Regions from separate parts of the Gossypium hirsutum genome. Here region 1 is linked to region 2. A link is a contact called in public Hi-C data. All regions are on one chromosome and are shown on one strand. Each heading gives the region's core, a stretch centred on a gene start, on an enhancer-like site or on the middle of the called end of the contact. The rest is flanking DNA. Distances are from core to core; before and after follow the strand shown. Region 1 holds the start of LOC107952802 (N-acetyltransferase 9-like protein). Region 2 has its middle 17 kb from the start of LOC121204345.

Evidence for each region. Hi-C and Micro-C count contacts between places; a contact is called where the count stands out from the background.
Region 1: a Hi-C map of leaf shows a contact between it and region 2, with 2.0 times the contacts expected there. The contact joins the promoter of LOC107952802 here to the enhancer-like site in region 2. A contact is called at or near these places in 2 of 34 Hi-C or Micro-C datasets (both in leaf).

The regions. Positions count from the first base shown.
Region 1 is chrA07:64,616,637-64,620,180 of Gossypium_hirsutum_v2.1, forward strand. LOC107952802 (N-acetyltransferase 9-like protein) reads right to left here and starts at 1,719. Exons shown (of 6, transcript XM_016887981.2): 1 at 1,095-1,719; 2 at 920-991; 3 at 720-807. The coding sequence starts at 1,269. TRNAL-CAG (transfer RNA leucine (anticodon CAG)) reads right to left here and starts at 1,796; the gene lies at 1,716-1,796.
Region 2 is chrA07:64,433,693-64,437,466 of Gossypium_hirsutum_v2.1, forward strand. No RefSeq gene overlaps it. Among protein-coding and RNA genes, the nearest start is that of LOC121204345, 17 kb to the right of the region's middle. Within about 2 kb of position 2,154, at least 3 of the 9 cell types and tissues checked have an H3K27ac peak or open chromatin away from gene starts, as enhancers often do. A contact at or near this core is called in leaf, where this site is marked.

The DNA.
Region 1 (3,544 bases), core at 469-2,968, 180 kb after region 2:
CTAGTAGATTTTATCACAGCAAAAACAAGGTCGTCAACTTTATCCTAAAAAATGCGACTAGAATAACACTCAACTTGAAATATCGAAACCAAGCCAGACACAAATATCAGAATGACCAAGCCACTTAAAGGAGAGTACATCTGAACAAGTAAGGAAAGCATATATGTGCCATGACACATAACAGCAAGAAATGAGAATCCAAATTGCCAGTTAACTTCTTCATCTGAGATGCATGTAAATTATTTGCCAATTGTCAACATCCATCATTTCATTATTCTTTTCTCCTCACAAGAGTTGTATTATCGAATCATCAAGTATCTAAGCATTCAATACAAACATCTTACGAAAACTGAGCGCTGGAGTCTACCAAGAACATAAAGGGACACAGTTGCTGTACACACACAATGACAACAAACCTATGAATAAGGCAATTACAGTCGGTATTCATCAGCATATGTTGTATACGATGGTGTAAAAGTTCTATTTACATTAAACCATTACTCAATTTCCACAGCACTCTTGCTCATAAATGATTAATCAGAATGAAAAGAAAAAAAAGAGAAAAGCAACAAACCCAACAAATTCTTAGAAAGAAAAGGAATCAAGTGCAAGAAATTCCATGTTGATGATTCAAAATGATTACACAAGTATGAAGGAAAGAGAGCGATGTCAGTTAAGAAATAGATTTTGTTGATTGTGAAGAAGTGCAAAGCAAGTACCTTTTTAGTTCAGCTATCATAATTTCAATCTCTGCTAATTGAGGGTCATCCAAATCATTCATGTAGATATTCACATCCCCGACCATGGCTGGATCATCGTTTACCATCAACTCCATATCAGTCCAAAACAATACGCTGAAGAAATCAAAGGGTTTCACTAAATTCTGTGCAATTAAGAAAAAGGTAGTAGATGAGGTGACCTTCCACATGAGGATTTCCATGAACAAACTTTTCCCCGACCATCTCCTTATCCAAAACAATGAAAGTTTTCTCTGTTGAAAACCAAGCTTAATCATTAAATTAAAGAAGAAGAAAACCCAATTGAGAAATTGGTATAAACAATCAGAAAAGGAAGTAAAAGAGAGAGAGAAGAACTGAGAGGGTCTTGGTTCCAGGAGAGCTGCATATCGTATTCCTGTTGGAGGGAGAGGGGCTCTGATCCGGTGGCTTGAAGGAGAGCAGGGTCTTGCATCCAGAGGTGGTACTTTGGGACATGTGCTTCCATGTATGGTACCATTATCACCTTCTGTCCTTCCAAGCTCACTCCCATGGCTACTGCTGGGTTGAGAGACCCTTGAAAGGCAAAAACCAAGAGGCTTTTTTCACTTTCCAGCTCCGGTATGGCTACTGTTGTTTTGTGGGGGGTTTAACTGCTAATTGCAACCGACATTAACATGGTTTCATATGGGTGTTTGGTTGAAACAAGGATCCCACTCATTGTGGTTGGAAGAACTTTGGGATTAGGATTGGCAGTTGCGGGCTCTTCAAACACTTGCTCCAAGTCTGACTATTTAGTTTGGCCCAACACTACACATAAATTCAGCAAGCATCAATATGATAAAAAATAGGAAGCCCCGTTTCTAATATGATAAAAAAGTGTAAAAATTTATTTTTGTCAAGAATGGGATTCGAACACATAAATTCAGCAAGCATCAATATGATAAAAAATAGGAAGCCCCGTTTCTAATATGATAAAAAAGTGTAAAAATTTATTTTTGTCAAGAATGGGATTCGAACCCATGCCCTTTCGGACTAGTACCTGAAACTAGCGCCTTAGACCAACTCGGCCATCTTGACTATTAACAGATGATTCTAAGAATCTTATTAAAAAATCAGAACAAGTCTTCTAATAAGATACTAATATGCTAATTCTAAAGTGATCAGTTAAAAATTCTAAAAACTCAAGTCAAACCAAAATGCTATTGTTAGTTTTGTAGTGTTTTTCAAAATAACTAATTCATGCTAAAAAAAGCTTGAGTTGAAAAAATTTTCTTTCAAATTTTCACCTTCATTAATGTTTTTCCCTTTTTTCCCTCTTAAACCAACAAATTCTCCTTAAAAGCTTCAAGAACTTGGTAAGATCACTCCAACCTTACTTATCTTAACCTTGATTTTTTATTGTTCCATGGTCCTTCATTGTAATAGGGATAGGACTTCATTTTGTTGATATAAGTGATCAATTGCTCATTGTTTTAATTGAATTTTAGCTTTGTATTGCTGCAGAAAAAATAAACTCCAGTTAGTGTTATGGAAGAAAGAAGATGATATGAGACCAGAGAAGGAAAGAAGAAAAAAGGTAGAGTTTTTCCTTTAATAATTTCATTTCATAAAGCTTATTTTCACATATAGTCACGCATAAATAGTGAGGTCTATAACTACAAATTACATAAACCAATAACCAACAACTATGACCTAAGCTTAACAAATTTCCTATACAGCTACTTTGTATTATGCCAGCTCAACATTCCAGTTGCGTCCTTCATTCTTCAATAATTTGTCTCTTGGTGCATGTGAATTTGAGTAGTAATCCCCTTTGCCTAACTCCTTGGTTCATTGTTATGGTCTTGGATTGTCCTACATTGTTTCCCCTTTTAGTTATTCTCTTGTCCAATATGACAACTAGGTACACAAGGGGTTGCCCATCACCAGCAACCTAGAGTTTTTTTTTTTTTCTTTTTTAGGAGATAACATAAAACACATTATGGATTTTAGCACTATTTGGTAATTTGAGCTTATAAACTATTGACCCCACTTTGGTAATTATAGAATAAGGGCAAAAGCACTTGAAAGAAAGCTTAAGCTGCTTCTTAAAAGCTAGTGTAGTTTGCTTGTAAGGTTGGATCTTCAAATAGACTTTTTCTCCCACCTCAATAATACAAATAAAAGAAAAACTTTCATTAAAGATTGAAATGTAGTAGGGCATCAATAAGGCCAAAAGGCATTAGTAAGCTAATTTAACAACTCTTCCAATTTTTTTTATTGTTAAGTTATTCAATTGTATATATTAAAAAACTGTGAAAGTTTATTGGGTTTCAAGTCTTAACTACACTAGTTGAGAATCTAGTTTAAGGGTTGCGGTTATAACTTTTGGGAGGGGTAGATTGATCTTTAGGTTTTTAAAATATATCTGGCTATGTAATTAATAATGTGTTGCATTTAAAAAATACAAAGGTGAGGAGTGTTTGTATTACTATAAATAGAGGTGGTTTCTTCACCTTTTAATTATCCTAAAATTTGTAATTTTTTTTGGTAGTGTTAGAGGATATATGCATAATTTGTTGAATCTCATCAAATTAATTTGTAGGAATATTCTATTTAAGAACTTGAGTTTTAAATGAGACTATTTGTGACTCTTCCAATTTTGTTAAAAATTAAACCTCGTATGATTTTCTGTTATAATAATTTTCTCTTTTACTCAACATAGTAATTGTAACTCTTCAACATGTAGCTTATATATAATTTCATTCAAAATTTTCTTGGTACTCCTCCACCATAACCTTCTGAAATAATGTGTTAAATTCTTTTATAATATCCAAACATGTCCT
Region 2 (3,774 bases), core at 904-3,403:
ACGCATGGTTAGTGAATAACTCAGGATTTAGGTAAATCACACCATGAACATCACAAGTAAATTAACTCACAAAAAGATTTAGAATAATTCATCTTAGTCCAATGTATCATTCTTCCAATTAATATATCTATGTCTTTGCCCATGGAGTCAATTGCTCTGATAGCTAAGACTAGTCATCTCCCTAATTGGAATTGTAGACGACATAATAATCCTTCTAAGTATTTGAATCAAATGCTCACTTTAATTCTTTTACAGGATGACTGGCTTGTTTAGATTATCCACTAGAGTAAGTTGTCTTTCTTGCAATGTAAATGTTCTTACAACACCGCTTAGCATCAGTTTTAACTCAGGCAATCAATGAGCTAATATTTGCTTGTCACAATTTTTCTATGCATGCAAAACATGAAAGAAAAAAAATACAAATGGCATAATAGTGAAATATGAAATTAACTTTATTTATTCATCATTCAAATACATAGAAAACAATTACACGTTTACTACAATATGAGCACATTTCTCAACAATTCTGCGGTTTCCCATTACCACCAATCTTACCATTGTCGCTGTTGTCATTTTTATCCTATTCTTTCTCATGGTCTCCCCCACCATTGCTTGTTTCTTTTAGGCTTGGAAAATTCAAACTTGTCTTTCCTCATACCAAGCTTGATAAGGTTTTTGCTTGGCCATGGCTTTGGTAAGCTTTTTGACCCCTAGTCGACACAACTCTTACTTCGCTGAAGGCTTTAACCCATCTTAGAACCAGTATAATGTCTCTTTCTCACTCAAGTCAGAGATTTGAAGCATTAATTTACTAAAGTCTTTAAAATACTCCTAAATAGTACCTTGTTTCATAAAATGGTGCAGCTTATCTCGAGCCTCCTCCTTAACATAATATGGGTAAAACTGCTTCAAATATTTTTCAAACTCCTCTCATATCCCAAGTGTAGTCCCACCGCGTTTCCCATCTGTGGACCTATGATGCCACCATAAGATAGTGACACCAGTAAAATAAATTAGATTAGTATTTACCTTAGTGGCATCATCTTCAATGCCCATCGCGCGAAATTACTATTCCATCCCCTATAAGAATTTATCCACATCCCTTGCGAGCCTCATCCCCTTAAACTCTTTCAGCTTTAAGACATCCACCTTAGGTTTGGGTGTCGTAACCAACACCCCATTACCCAAAGAAGTTTTGCAAATAATAAGCCCTCCTTTGACTCAATCTGTTCCTTCGAAGTCGACACCACAACATCGAGAGCATCATCCCTTACTGTCAGCTTATCCACAATGGAATTGAACACCCATTGCATCGCTTTCACTTTGGAACTGAGAGCCTTCACCACAAGCTTGGGTGTCGCAACCAACACCCCATTACCCAAAGAAGTTTTGCAAATAATGAGCCCCCCTTTGAGCTCTTCAATATGTTCTTTCGAAGTCGACACCATAACATCGAGAGCATCATCCCTTACTATCAGCTTCTCCACAATGGAATTGAACACCCATTGCATCACTTTCTCATTGGAACCGAGAGCTTTCATCGCAAAATCCTTGAATTGTTCTTTACAAAAGAGAGAAAAAGAAATCCTTAAAAACAATAAATAAACGAACGTGTTTGACTTTAAAAGAAGGGTAAACTATACAAATAGTCACCCAATTATAAAAAAAAATTCATTTGAGGCATCTAAAATAAAAAGTTTGTGATTTAAGCACTCACATTACATAGTTTGATCATTTTGATCACTCTTATTAAAATCACAAATGACAAGCTGATTAAAAAATTGGTATAATAACAAATTTAGCCCTAAGTTTTACATATTATATCGATTTAGTCATAATTTTAAAAAATTAACCCTCAAAATCTACAAATGTTTTCAATTTGATCTTAATTCTAAAAAAATCAAAGAAATATATAAAAATACATAAATATTTTTTTAAAATATAATAATAAATTTTAAATACATATTTAAAAATAAATAAATATTTTTCACAAAATATAATAATAATTTTAATATTTATATTAATATTAAATAAAATAAAAATCCCCACCACCACCACTACAATCGTCCCCGTCCCCTCGTCCCTACCCCTGTCCCGCTTCCCCTTGTGATCTACTCTAATGTGCAGGATCATAGCTTTGCGTTTCAGTGATCTTTTCGAGGGAGGGGAGGTAGGCAGGGCGATGGTGGGGGCAAGTCTGATGGGGAAGGGGAGAGGGATGGAATGGAAGGATTTTTTTATTTTATTTAATATTAACATAATTATATTTATTTAATATTAATGTAAACTTTAATATAAAATTTAAATTTATTATATATATATTTAAAAATATTTATATATTTTTATATATTCCTTTGATTTTTTTTAGAATTAGTATCAAATTGAGAATATTTGTAAATTTTGATTGCTAATTTTTTAAAATTATGATTAAATCGATATAATATGTAAAAGTTGAGGGATAAATTTATTATTATATTGATTTTTAACTGCCATGTTAGCTTGTCTTTTGTGATTTTAACGAGGTGACCAAAATGACCGAACTACATAATGTGGATATTTAAACTGTAAATTTTATTTGTTTGAATGCCTAAAATAAATAAAAAAATATAATTAAATGGCTATCTTTATAGTTTACCCTAAAAAAATTATAGTTAAACGACCGAACTATCATTGGTTAAATTTAACGTTATTTATTTACACTTTTTATTTAAATTTAAAAAATTTAAATCTAATTTGAATTAATAATAATTATAATAATATAAATAAAAAAATGAATTAAATATAGTTGACATGATATAATTTTTAATCAATATATGATATAAGTAACAAATATAATAGTGAAAATTTTAAATTATGGTCTATTGGTTGAGTGTTTATTTTCTTTAAAATAATTTAAGTTGGAATCATCATTGTATAAAAAAATAAATATGATATTATTAAGAACATTGTATTCTTAAAAAATATATATATATAACTTCAACCTTGAAAATGAAGTTATTAATAAGACTAAGTATGAACATTAAATTAAAAAGAAAAATATTACATGTGATAAAGTGAGATATGGAATTGATAGTGAAGTTTGAATCCAAGAAAAGAAGATAGATTTTGTTTAGTTTTAGTTTGACGAAAACATGGAGTAGGAGGAAAGTGGGGTAGCTGAATCCAGATGCCGTGTCGGCTTCGCCATCTTAACATTGTGTCCATGTGTCGTTTTCAACTGCGGCTGCTGTCGTTTTGGGCAAAGTCGTAAACCGGCCTCCTCAACTTTCCAACAGCTTCGTTTTGTCGTACCAATAATTTTGGAATTCTTCTCTTTCTTTTTCAACATGCTTTGGGGAAATTAGAAAATAATTAAATTTGTAAACCATTGTATAATTAGATTGTTATAACAAATATATATTAAGTCAATTATTTTAATAAATTCACTTATGAATTTAATAGTCAACAATTAATCGTTAAATTACTTTACTGAATGAATGAATTAAAACAATTCGTTAAATAATTCAAGCTTTTAAAAATTTTGGGAAAGTATTCAAAAAATAAATAATTTTATATACAGTATAGAATCAAATATTATAATTTTATTTTTTAAAGATTTATTGATTGATTAAGCATTGGCTCAGAGTCTCTTTTAATTGATCTTTCTACATGGAGAAGCAACGTAAATGTACGTACGACACTACCACTTGTGTTTTTGAAGGGAATTTGGTATTACGTGAAAGTGAAAGATACTAGAAACTTTGAATAGATTATAGACCGCGTCTACTTTACATT